Regions from separate parts of the Sus scrofa genome. Here all the other regions are linked to region 2. A link is a contact called in public Hi-C and HiChIP or PLAC-seq data. All regions are on one chromosome and are shown on one strand. The core of a region is the stretch at or near the end of the contact, and the rest is flanking DNA. Distances in the headings are between cores, read along the strand shown. Region 1 overlaps BCAS3 (breast carcinoma-amplified sequence 3). Region 2 holds the start of TBX2 (T-box 2). Region 3 holds the start of BRIP1 (Fanconi anemia group J protein).

Region 1 (3,980 bases), core at 1,246-3,745, 370 kb after region 2:
AAAAAATCCTTTGATGTTTAAAGCGAGGATATTCTGTTTTGTTTTCAATTGTTTATTTGTTTACAGTTATTGTTTTTAATGCTACCGTACAAAGCATTAAACCAGAACAGTTCACAGTGGGGCTGAACCACTGATTTTTTTTGTGTTTACTTGTATACGTTTGCATCTTTGAAAAAGGAATTATGAAAACAACCCCAGTGCCCCCCCCCTTTTTTTCCTTTCTTTTTTGCCTTTTGGGGGAAGGATACCTTCAGGTACCTTGGGGCGAGGCAGTCTCAGTTTCCACATTAACATACAGCACCACTGTCTGTGGGTGAGCTTGCCGTGGAATCACCTCTGTTTCCTAAAAATGTTGCTAACTTCAAAATGCCACCTTATCATTGATGCACTGTCCCCAAGTATGTTTTCCCAGACATTCTATACAAAAAAAAAAAAAAAACCACAGAGGAAAAATGGATTAAGTTGAGGATAAAAGTAAAAGAGAGAAAAATAACAATGGGCTTTGTTGCTGCAGTGGGGGAACAGCTTGTCAGGTCAGCTTTGCAGAGGCATATTCCCAAACCGGTCATCATTAACGGACTCACTTCCACAGGAAAAAAGAGGGAAAAAAAAGACAGAGTCTGAAAACTCCGGACAAAAGAAATCCCTGCAGACAAAGTAAAAACAAATTAAAAGACCCATTATAAAACACAGATGCTACAAGGAAAATAAACTTTCCAAGATTTACTGGGCTTTGACAAACTTGAACATTTGTGGAAAAGACATCAGCAACAACTCCCAGGTAATGTAGCTGCAAAGCTAGACTCCTTTCTGTTTTATCTTTACCCTCCCTACAGAAGCTGCCAGGTTGGTATTCTTAGCTTCTGAATGCAGTGATGTGAGAACATGTGAATGTGGCAAACTGCCAGCCACAAGAAATCTCTAAAGCCAGCAAGATCCTGCAATTATTGACCATTTCAGATCATGCAAAATATGGAAGTTAATGTTGGTGTATCTGTGTGTACACCCGCACTTCTTCCTAAATACGAACCAAAGAGGAAAAATAAGACAAAAACAAGACAAATAATACAAAATTATCATACGCCTACACCCGGCTCTTTAAAAAATTTCCCTATCTCACCATCCTATGAAGGAAGAGAAATAAGAGCAATTTATAGATGAGAAAGTACCTTAAAATGGTAACGCATCAGTGAGAAAGAGAAAAGTTTTTATTGTAAGTTTCCAGAGGCACAAGTTATAGATTATTGCTACTGGGGTTCAAAGGAAGATTCCATTAATAGAAGGTGTGAGACATGAAGAACTGCAGTGGAATAAAGTGGACCAAAAGATGCAGTGTGTAGAGGATAAAGAAGCATTGTCATGTGCTGTCCTTGAGGCTACAGGGATAAATACAAAAATGGCCCAGATCGTGTGTAAAAAAGCCAAAGGACAGTAGGCAGTGGGAGGGTGCCCTCGGGGAGAGCACAGCTATTAGGAGGTCTGCGTTACCTTCTCACGTTGTGAACCTTCTCAGCAACACAGACTTGCTTTATTTTAGGGACTCCCACTTTCTGAAGGTTTACAGTAGAAACATATCAAACATACTGAGACTCCTACAACAGTGGAAAATTCTATTCTCATCACCTTCCTACACATCTATCCACTCTTATTCTGGGACAGGAGCCTCCCAGTGAAGTGTCCTTGGTCTGCTAATATTGTGAACACTTCATTTTGCATTTGGGTTCATGAGGCCCCCTGAGCGCCAGTGTGGAGGGAGGTGAGCACCTGGCACTCCTGAGACGGTAACTCCATAGGAAGACCCCTATGCCCAAGTATCTCATTATCGTCCTGCTTCCAACAGCTTCCTTACGCTGAGACCTCATGTAGATGGTCTATTCCCAACATCATGTCTTTCTACACTAAAAACTGGGTATTAAGTTCGTATGGGGCTTTTTTGGTGCTTTCTGCTTTCCAAAGAAGACCAAAATGTTTGGTCTGCTTTTAATATCCTGCTGTGGAATTGACAGGATAAAAAATCCAAATATACCAATGAGTTTAACTAAGTTAACTCTGTAGTTGAAAAGCTCCCGACTTCTTGACTCTGTCAAAAAGAGTACAATGGTAGCTTGTTCTGAAACAATCACTGGAAATCTGGGCTCTGAAAAGTTAAAAACACTGCTTAGCTCTTGCTTGCCATCTAATTTAACATTAAAGCTTTCTCAGCCAAACACTCGATAATTATTTAATCAAAACCAAATAAAGTTCGTGCCGAATATATAAAAAGTATCCTGTGCAAATGGGAATTTCCTGAATGTGGGTTGTTTGGGGTTGACATGGGAGTCTCTATTTCTCTGTCTTTCTCTCTCATTTTTTCCCTTTCCCTAGACGAGAATGACAAGCTTCCCAGCTGCAGTTCCAGGACTTTCACCCTCCTTTTTGACCTTTTCTCAGGCCTATTCCAGTATAATCTGTAATCTACTCAAGTAGGAAGAGGAAACAGCAGCGCCCTGGTGAGAAACAGTGCCTTCTGACCCACATACCAAACTGGGCGGAAGCAATGCTTGTTCACAGGAGCCAAGGAGAGTGGAACATACAATTAAAAGAAAATGAATAATATATACATTTTTTTAAAAAGACTGTTCACAGAACAACCAAACAGTTTAGGTGACAAAGTGCAAGACAGAAAGAGTTCAAAGACAATTCTGACTAGGTTCTGACTTGTTTCTCCCAGGAACTTTTTTGGAGTGATGAAGCCAAAGTACTGCAAATCTTTATGCATTTCAAACTAAAACACTTGTTGCTTTTTCGAGTAAACAGTCTAGAGTATTAACAGACATTACTATAGGGCCTTGGGGCGAGGGGAGCTGGGAAGGTAGGAAGAGAAATCCCCCTGAAAAATTGACCTGAAAACAAGAATCCAATCCTTTTTGTGTGGGGGGTGGGGGGTGGGGGGAGAGCCAAGATGGGGATTGAGGTTTTTAATGATATTGTCATCACTCTTCCTACGACATACAAAGTAACTGCATGGAACTTTGTACGAGTGGTTAGTAAGTGTCAGCAGAATGAAAACGTCACAATTTGGAGAACTGAAATCACACTGATTATTAAATATTTATCAATACATAAGTTTATAAATAATCAAGTCAACAATTTGCTAAGTGGTTTCATTTTCTAGTCTGAATACATGGCCACCAGTTAACTATTATCTTAATGTGTTCATGTCTATTACATGTAAATGTGAGTTTTTCTTTCCTTAAATCTAAAACTGAATAAGTTTAGAAAATTTATACGTAAAAGTTAAAAGTCAAAATATGCTACTCCAAAAAGATCCAAAAATGAGCCTAGAAAGGGAGATGAGATCAAGAGTTAGAAACAATAGTTATAAAAATACAAATGGGGAAAAAAGAAATATTTCCCAAAAGTTTCAGAGATAAAAGTGTATGGGAACAGGCAATGAAATATATATATGAACATCTTTTGTCGACATTGCATCTCCACTCTATTGGTGGCACAATTTGTTCACACACCCAACCCAAGTTCATAAAAATGAATACTGAAATAAGTGGGAAGTTCATTACCTTAGTCTGTTATTCTTGAATTATTCCAAGATTTGGGATGAAGAAAATCTGTAAGAGCTGATGCTCTTAATATTTAAGATGTATCTGCAATTTTTAATTCACTTTAAACACTAGGATCATAGTTTGCCACACTTTCAACAATGAAAAATCAAGCAACACAGTAAGTAGACTACATGTACCACTAGCCTGGACAAAGCAAATTTTTCGTATACATAAAAATAATAAAAGATCTTGGGACTTTTACTTTAAGATTCAAGTTATTCCTGAATCAAACATATTTAAGCACCCTCAAAATTTCCCACTCTTCTGAACTGAGCTTAAATAGTTTTGGGACTCAGTGCTCAGAAGTGAAGACTTTTAATAACCCTAGTGAAAAATCCCCAGAAGTGAAAACCCCGTAATTCAGCTCCCAAAAGTATAAAT
Region 2 (3,951 bases), core at 936-3,435:
GAGGTCCCGGCAGGTCTTCCAAGCTCAGCACCTAAAGCCCACTGGCTGCACGATCCTGTCCTGGCCGCACCTGCCTTCTGCTGGACTCTAGGAGGGGCTTTTGAAGGCCTGAGTGGGGGGGGGGGACTGAGACTGCGAGGAGCCTGGAGCTTAGTGGCCCCCAACCTCGCCATTCTCCAGGCTTGCAGAGCAGAGCCCCCTGGGCCCATGCCCAGCCAGCCAGCACAGCCCACCGGGCAGTGGCCGGGGCGGGCGCATTCTGGGGTTCAGCAAGTGCTCCCCTCTGGGGAATCCCACGGCCTCCTCTTCTCCTCCCCCTCCTCCCCAGGGCCAGGTGCGCAGCATTGGAGCCCCATCTGCACATTCTCCCTGCACTCACGAAGCCATGCTTGTCGGAGATATTGTTGGTCAGCTTCAGCTTGTGGAAGGCCACCGGCTTGGCCATCCACTGCTCTCCCGTGGCCGGGCTGTCCGGGTGGATGTACATCCGTTTGGGCATCTCGGGGTCGGCTTTGCCCGCCACCATCCAGCGTGAGTTATGGAATTTATACCGGCAATCATCTGCCGCCACAATGTCCATCAGCAGGATGTATTTGGCCTTCTTGTCCAGGCCGCTGACTCGAACCTTGAAGGGAGGAAACATCCTCCTGCGAGGAAGGGAAAGATGGAGACGTCATGGGACCCGGCTCTGTCCGAGGACCCCTCTCCCCTGACACACACCATCGGCCGGAGCTTCCCGGCTTGTGTTCCCCTGACATCGCTGCTCTGCCCTCTTATGACTGCCTGGGAGACCCCACCTGTGCTTGTTATTCCTGGGAGACCCCATTTCTGCCTGTCAAGACCCTCTCCTGTGAAAAAGGCTTCTCATTGCCCCCCTGCTCAGATTTAGTGACCCTCTTTCTCCCGCATCTAAGATGAAAGCCGAGGTCCAGGAAAGAAATCCAGGCCTTCTAGAAATACAGCCGCTTCTCTTGAATCTCCTCGAAATTCCTTCAGGGGATTTATCCTCTTGGGACAAAAGCGCCCAGAAATAAATTCGGAGGATGTTTGTTTGGGGACAGGAACTGGGCTACAGCGCCCAGCAAGGACCCTGACCCTGCAGTTCGGGGGAAGAGGGTGAGCCTGAGGCCTGGATTCTCCGTGGCTGAGTCAAAGGCTTGAGTGGTTGGGGATTGTAGTTTTCTTCCGGCCGTAAGGCCTGGAGCGGCGTGTGCGTCTGGAGCTCCTCGCTCCTCGGCCGGGACAAGGCTCCCGGCCAGGTCCGGCTGTGGTTGGGCCGGCGCGGGGCTCGCTGCCGAAAACGCAGCGACCGGCAGGAACCAGTGGGCCAGCCCAGGCCTAGCGGGGTGCGAGTCCCGTTCTGGGCTCCGGGGTCGGAGGAGAGTGCGGGGGACGCTGCATCCACCCGGAGCGCCGAGCCAGACCCGGAGGCAGAAGAGCGAGGCCGCGGGGCTGAGGAGTTGCAGCCGAGACCTCTGAGACCCGCCCGGCCGAGCCGCGGGGCCTCCTCGGCTTTGGGACTTAGACCAGTTGGGACTATTCTGTAGGAGCATGTTTTCGTTTTACTTCATTCAGGAGATTTCGACGCTTTAGGTTTTAAAGATTCGTTCGGTGCCAAATGAGCAAAGTCAACTCGGTTGTTTGTGGGAGCTACGCGTGGCTCGGGGGGCCCGCGCCGGGAGCCGCGAACCGCGGGCTCGGCGTTGGTCGATGCTGTCGGGTTCCCCGCCCGCCCTTTCGCGCGCCCTCCGGCCAGCCGGCCTCCCTACCTCCCGGACTTGGTGATGACCATCTCGGTGCCCAGCTTGTGGAACTGGTCCCACAGCTCCTTGGCCTCCAGCGTCACCTTGGGGTCGTCCTCCACCTCGTCCTCGGGCTCCAGGCTCTTAAGCGAGCGCAGATGCGCGGCGGGCGGGTGCGGGCCGAGTGCCGAGACGTGCAGCCCCGCCTCGGCCGCCGCCGCCGCCGCGGCCGCCGCCGCCGCCGCCCCCGCCAAGCCCGGGTCGGGCAGCGGCTTGGCCAGCGCGCCGGGCGGCAGGGCGAGCGCCGGGAAGAAGGAGGGCTGCGCCGCCGCCAGGAAGGCGGACATGGGGAAGTCGGCCGGCCGTGGCGCGTGAAACGGGTGGTAAGCCATGGCGCTGGCCGCCAGCGCCGGCTCTCTCATCGGGACATCCGGCCCAGGCGCCCAGGGGCCGGGGCCGGGGGCGCGCGGCTCGGACCCCCGGCCCGGGCGGCGGCGCGCGCGGAGGAAGGGCGACCCGGGTGGCGAGCGCGGCGGCGGCTCCTCCCGGTTCCCCGTCCGGCGCACCGCAAGGGACGCGGGGCTCTGGGCGCGGGGGCGGCGGGGGCTCTGCGCTGGGCTGGGCTGGCCCGCTCCGGCGCCGGGGACCACGCGCGACTGGTTAGATCTTGTCGTGATCTCTGGAAAACTGTGACTATCTCACATGTCCTGCCCTGCTCGGATCCCCTGCGCTAACGAGCCAGGCCCCCCTTGATTGCTGATTTTACGCTTTTTGGACCAATTGTGGGTCTCCGGGGGCGGGGTTTTGACAGCTCAGGCCAAGCTCCGGCCGGGAGGGGGGGCCGGGGAGAAGGTGTCGGAAGCCTCAGCAGTAAGAAAACATGTCAACAGAATAAAATATTAACCAATGACGGGCCAGCGGGCGCCGAGACCCCTCCCCCTGCCCCGGCCCCCACCTCGCAGCCCGCGCCTGAGGCTGCCTTCGCCGGGACTGGAAAGCGCGGCGGCCGACCCGACCCGCCGCCGAAAGGGCCTGAGGCGGGGGGCGCCTGGGTCCCAGGGCCCTGGGGAAGGACCCCCAGCCGCAAGCTGCCCCAAGTGCAAAGCATTGACAGGGCCCCGAGAGGAGAGGGGGCGCCCTCCTTCTCCCGCGCTCGGCCGCCCAGCAGCTCTGGCGCGCGCCCCAGCTTGGCCTCCGACCCCGCACCCGGCCGCGGCGCGGCCCGGGCCCCTGCGCTCCGGAGGGAGGCTGCGGGTGCTGGAAAGAGAGGCCGGTGGGCGGGCGAGTCGGGAGGCGCCGGCTGCCGAGGTCCTGGACCGGAACCCAGGTGGCGGGAGCCGGTGAGTGGAGCCGTGGCAGAGTCCTGGTGGGGCCGGCGTGGGCGGGAGCGGGACGCGGCCTTTCACTCGGGAAACGCGGGGATCCCCTAGCCCACGCCTCCCCTCCTAAGAAGACTCAGAAGGAGCCTGGAGTTCCGGGAAAGCCCTGAACTCAGCTCAGTATCCGTCTGCCTCCTGGACCTAAACTGAGCTCCCCCACGCGTCCCGGACCTAAGCTGAGCTCTCCCACCTCCCGGGGAGTGGGTCCTCGGCGCTGGGAAGATGAGGGCACCTTCTGCCGAGCACTGGGTGGCACCGCGCGGGTGGATCCAGCCCCCAGATTCTTGACCCGCGACCCAACGAATTTTCGCCGCATCCGGTATCAGAGACACAAGTATCTTTCATCCTAAAAATTGGCATCCTCTCTCTGCCACTTCCTTAGAATTTGTTTCCAGTTCTCAAAAGGTCACGTCTCCCAAGTTCAGTAGTGCAGAATAAGGAGTGTGGGGGTCTGAGGGTCTGCGCGCACCTGCGGTTGAAACTCCTCCCCACCTCCACTCTCCACAATCAGTCTTCGCTCGCCGGCAACACCAGTATCGCGCCCCCCACCACGCCCTCGGTGTGTGAATGTGTGTGTTTCGCGCCCAATGTGGTGGTGCCCTCTGTGCTCGGCGGGAGCTGCAACTTAAGGCGAGCGCCCAGTGAAGCGGCCACACACCTGCCTTGAATCAGGCTCGGGCACTGACACTCGGGCTGATTTCTGGAGGTTGCGTTCCAAAGGCAAGATGACATCTGTGTCCGCGCACTAGACACAGATGACATTCCTGCCCACACAACCAAAACAAGGGTGGGTGAGTTCTGCTGGCGCCCGCCCTGTGCCGATGTGATGG
Region 3 (4,442 bases), core at 756-3,255, 390 kb before region 2:
AAGTTCAATTAAGTAATCTTGATGCAAAAGATAAAAGCATACACTTAAACCATAAGAATTTTCCTATTTTTAAACAAGGCAGTTTTGTAGTCTTTTAAGATTAAATACAACTGCTCTTGTTTCGTTTTAAACTGAGGCTTTGGAATATTTTGTGTGTTTAGATAAACCTCTAGGAGTTCAGAAAAGGTTGAAATATGTTTTCTAACTAAATGCAGTGCACATTCCTGGATCAATTTTCAAAGACGGTCAAAACCTGCTGTGTTAAATAATAACATGCTGTTTTTCCTCAGATTTGTTGATGATGTAAATAAAATGTGTACATATATTAGTAAATGTTAATATTCATGCATTTTAAGTTAAGGTTATAAAATTTGTCACAATGTGATTTTTTTTATTCAAGTGACAAAAAGATGTGTGCAGCTATTTTGAATATTGGTTTATAAACATTCGTATTCTTTATCAAATGAACTTGTGTTTTTTTTGTGTGTTTCGTTTCATTGCTATTAACGTGAAAGGAACAGTTCAAGGGACTGGGATCCAGGACTGTCTGGCTCCAGAGCCTATGTGTATCAGTTTTCATTATGCCACATACATCAAATGGCAATACAAGATGAGAGTTCAGAGCCTCATGAACTTAAGAGAGGAAAATCAGAGTAGTTATCCTGGAGAAGTTACATAAAAAGATTTGATGATTTAAAACATTTGTAAAAGCAGAATAATAATTTGAAGGTAGTTTTAAGGATTTATTTTTATAAACTATCCTCCATTGCACTGTCTTAACAGTAAATTACACTTTTTGTACTTTTCCTTCATCTTGGCTTATGAATATGTATTTTCACATAATGAAATTCATAATAACCCAGTTTGGAGTCTGCTTTTTTTCATTTAACGTTATGGAGTTTTGGCAGGTTGTTTGGTTTTACATTTATTTTATCGGTTCCATAATGATTGAATTGATATAATCATCTCCCTGGGAAGTTAGGGTTTTTTTTTTTTTTCAGTATTAGAATAGGCCTTGTTAAAAATAAATAAATAAAAAGAATAGAACTTGTTGTCACTAGAGCTATTATTACTTTTCTTTCTTTTAGATTACTTCTTTAGGGTAAATTTCTGAGCCCGAGATTACTAAATTAAAGGGTAGAATTTATTTTTATGACTGTTTTGTCATTTGGGGAAGATGTAGTAAAACTGAAAGTGAGGCAAGCAAACTCGACTTTTGTTGCTCCCTTCTGCAGCAAACCTCTCTCCCCAAACTGGTTTCTCGGAATCTGAGAAAATGTTTCAGGTCTTGCTTTTTTGGGAGAGTAGCCATTTGAGCCAAGTTTAGGTAGAGGATTGTTTTTTTTTAAATATCAATTTGGCGAGATCATGATTAACCCCCCTACCTTTGAGGAAACCGAAGTGTATTTCTTGGCAAAGAACAAATTGGTCTTAGGAAGGACAGAAGGCTGATAAGCTTTAATGGAATTAAGAGTGATCTGGTGCTGGAGAGCGTTTCCAGTTGAATGTGGTCTCTAAGAAAGCCTTGAATATCAGGAGATTCTGTAGCCAGCTGTCATCCAACTTTTTCGCCTCGTTTGGCTCAGAAGTCTGGCCATTTCCTTTCATTACTCTGGGTACCGGAAAGTTCGGAAATTTGAATCGAGTGGCGCTGAGAAATGCTGAGAGAACTTGGCGTGTTTCCTCTCGCTTGGTCTAGAGACCTTAAAAATGAGACTTCGAATTTCCAAGGAAACTGAGCCACGGCTTAAATCACCGGTTTCCAGAAGTCTAACACAGCAAACTGTATCCCTTTATCTTCTTGGGATCTGCGGGAGTCCTTCACCGCCAAGGAGCTCGCCTTCCCATGCCTCCGTGTAGCTGGGGTTGGTCTTTACGGCGGAGTCCTCCATTGGGTGCCAGCGTGCGCGCCCCCTGACCTCGCGTCGGGATTGGTTGCCTGGTTTCTGGTCTTGGCGAGTGATTGGTTGTCTGACTTCGCCCGGCGATTGGGTGCTGGGAGTCGAGGGGTGGGAGGCGGGAATTCGTCCGCTGGAGTGTTGTACTTGGGAGCTGAGGGGAGAAAAAGTAAGAGGTACGTAATCCCGCGACTGGGAGTAGCATCCTTGGGAGGAAGAGAGGGAGGCTAGGACCTCTCTTTGCCGGAACTTCTCTGTGTTTGCTTGCAAGTTTCGGCTTCCTTTATCCCGAGAATCGGAGCCCAGTCGGCATTGTTTGATTTTCCGCCGGGCGGGCAAGTCTGTCTCTCGCGGGGAGGGCGCAAAGCCTGCCAGAAGGGTGCCTTTTGCTTTTGTCCACCCGCCTTGCAAGCCCATCGGTGTGGAGTGGATCCCCAGGGCCTTGGGGATCGGGGTTTGCTGAGGGAGGAGGGAATATGAGGACGAAAACCTGTGGGGGGTGGGGAGGAAGCCTGCTTTTACCTCCTTGGAGCAGAGGCCTTCTACGAGTCTGGGGCTTTTCGTTACTCTTGGGAGGGGGCTACGGCGGAGCCAGATAAGTTTTGTCCTTTATCCAGTGTGTAGAGGAAGCGACCCCTTTTTGTTGCCAGTTGCCACCACGGGTGGGGGTGGGGGTGGGGATGGATTGCTTTCTAGGTTATATCTGAGTTACTAGGCCAGCCTTGAGTTGTTGGTTAGATTAAGGATTTAGATTCCACAAATATCGTTCTCAGAGCTTCACAGATGGAAGCACAAAATGTTACAACTGGAAACTACCTAAGAATAGTGATTCTTAATTTCTCTGGGGACAAATAACTATGGTTAAGGTTGTGACAGGCTTTATACTATGTGGAATTGAGATTTTAACCCATCTCTTCATCCCCACATGGAATTTAGCATTTCTTCACTATTGCAAATAATTCCTCAGTTGATAACAGTGTATATCATTTCCCTTTTATTTTTAGTTATTTCCTTAGGATATATATCTGGGAATGAGAAATCTATGGACTTTCTCTTAAAAAATACAGTCATATACAGAAACTTATGCATGCAATATCAAAAGATTACACACAGTCTTTGAATTACATCTATGTATCCTAGGTTAAGTTGGTTTAGAAGAGGTGGAGATTAAAGTAGATCACTTCCTCTGTATCAGATACTGGAGTTTAGGCACATTCTATACATTACCCGTATTTAATTTTTGACTCAGTGCCTGGCTAATTTTCATAAAAGCCCTATCAGGTAGATAGTATTATATTATCTCCATTTTACAGATGAAGAAACAGGCTCTGTGAGATTAAGTAATTCACAGTGCAATTCCACTTTAAGGCTTATTTTCTTTGCATTATACCCTATTGACGTTTACGTAAGAATTATTGAGCACCTACATATGCCAAGGCATTTTCTCCCTTGCAACAGTTTTTAAATTAGGGATTTGGATCTTAGTCTAGAGAAGTGAAGATCAAGGTAACATTTCAATTGTTGTCAGAACCTGATCTAGAACCTATACTTATTAATTCCTGGTCCACAGCTTTGGCAGAATAGGGTTCAGATTTGTCAGATTCTGAGGCATGCTCTTAACCACTGTGATTTATAAGAGTAGGAAATTCTTTCTTGTTGTTGTTTATACATTAATTCCAATTTTTATTTCAAGACTTGTGTTTCAGTGTAAGGTATCTGGTTTTTCTTTGAATGGCATTCTTTCAACATTGACTCTCATTTCTCTTGGCAGTTAGGAATCGGAAGTAAAGCGTGATGTCTTCAATACGGTCTGAATATACAATTGGTGGGGTGAAGATTGACTTTCCTTATAAAGCTTATCCATCACAGCTTGCTATGATGAATTCTGTAAGTATTTTTCAGCAGTTATTTTAAGTCTTTACTGAGATACAGATGCTTATAATTCACAACATACAGTGAGTCTGTGACTATGTTTTCTCAGATAGTAAATAGATTGAAAACATTTGCTGGATTCATTAAAGAACATCTAACCTTTGGAAAAAAATGCTGGTCGCTACAAAACTGTATTTGTCTCTATTAGGGGGCAAAGGAGAACATTCTGAAAAATGTTCTCAGCTCATTTGGAACTTCTATTTATTGAAGTACTGCTTTACTTTGCCTCATTACTTTGAAATACAAAGTATTTATTATCTTACACAGAATACTGTATTTTCACCAAAATTTTTTGAAATATTTTAATCATATAGAAATTAATATACAAACGTGAGTAAACCAACTTACCAGCTTTGTTAAATCTTAATGTTTTGCCATCTTTACTTTTTGTTTTTTTGTCTTTTTCTCCTTTTTAGGGCTGCACGTGCGGCATATGGAGGTTCCCAGGCTAGGAGTCTAATTGGAGCTGTAGCAATTGGCCTACACCAGAGCCACAGCAACGCCAGATCCGAGCCTTGTCTGTGATCTACACCACAGTGCATGGCAACACCGGATCCTCAACCCACTGAGTGAGGCCAGGGATCGAACCTGAAACCTCATGGTTCCTAGTCA

The links. Hi-C and Micro-C count contacts between places; a contact is called where the count stands out from the background. HiChIP or PLAC-seq counts read pairs in DNA pulled down with a chosen protein or histone mark.
Region 1: a contact with region 2 is called in a Hi-C map of subcutaneous adipose tissue, with 2.3 times the contacts expected there. The contact joins the enhancer-like site here to the promoter of TBX2 in region 2. A contact is called at or near these places in 22 of 47 Hi-C or Micro-C datasets (alveolar macrophages, brain, embryonic fibroblasts and 14 more) and 1 of 2 datasets of contacts at active chromatin or transcription factors (skeletal muscle).
Region 3: a contact with region 2 is called in an H3K27ac HiChIP or PLAC-seq map of skeletal muscle, with 4 times the contacts expected there. The contact joins the promoter of BRIP1 here to the promoter of TBX2 in region 2. A contact is called at or near these places in 1 of 5 promoter capture datasets (fetal skeletal muscle) and 1 of 2 datasets of contacts at active chromatin or transcription factors (skeletal muscle).

What each region holds. Positions count from the first base shown.
Region 1 is chr12:37,250,641-37,254,620 of Sscrofa11.1, forward strand. All of the region lies in intron 16 of BCAS3 (breast carcinoma-amplified sequence 3), which reads right to left. Among named protein-coding and RNA genes, the nearest start is that of BCAS3, 220 kb to the right of the region's middle. Within about 2 kb of position 2,496, at least 4 of the 83 cell types and tissues checked have an H3K27ac peak or open chromatin away from gene starts, as enhancers often do. A contact at or near this core is called in subcutaneous adipose tissue, where this site is marked.
Region 2 is chr12:36,885,328-36,889,278 of Sscrofa11.1, forward strand. It overlaps TBX2 (T-box 2), which reads right to left and starts at 2,186. Exons shown (of 7, transcript NM_001246248.1): 1 at 1,770-2,186; 2 at 380-647. The coding sequence starts at 2,164. LOC110256170 (basic proline-rich protein-like) reads left to right here and starts at 2,477. Exons shown (of 2, transcript XM_021068167.1): 1 at 2,477-3,082. The coding sequence starts at 2,649.
Region 3 is chr12:36,496,133-36,500,574 of Sscrofa11.1, forward strand. It overlaps BRIP1 (Fanconi anemia group J protein), which reads left to right and starts at 2,006. Exons shown (of 21, transcript XM_021067301.1): 1 at 2,006-2,074; 2 at 3,670-3,785. The coding sequence starts at 3,693. It overlaps INTS2 (integrator complex subunit 2), which reads left to right. Exons shown (of 25, transcript XM_021067302.1): 25 at 1-461.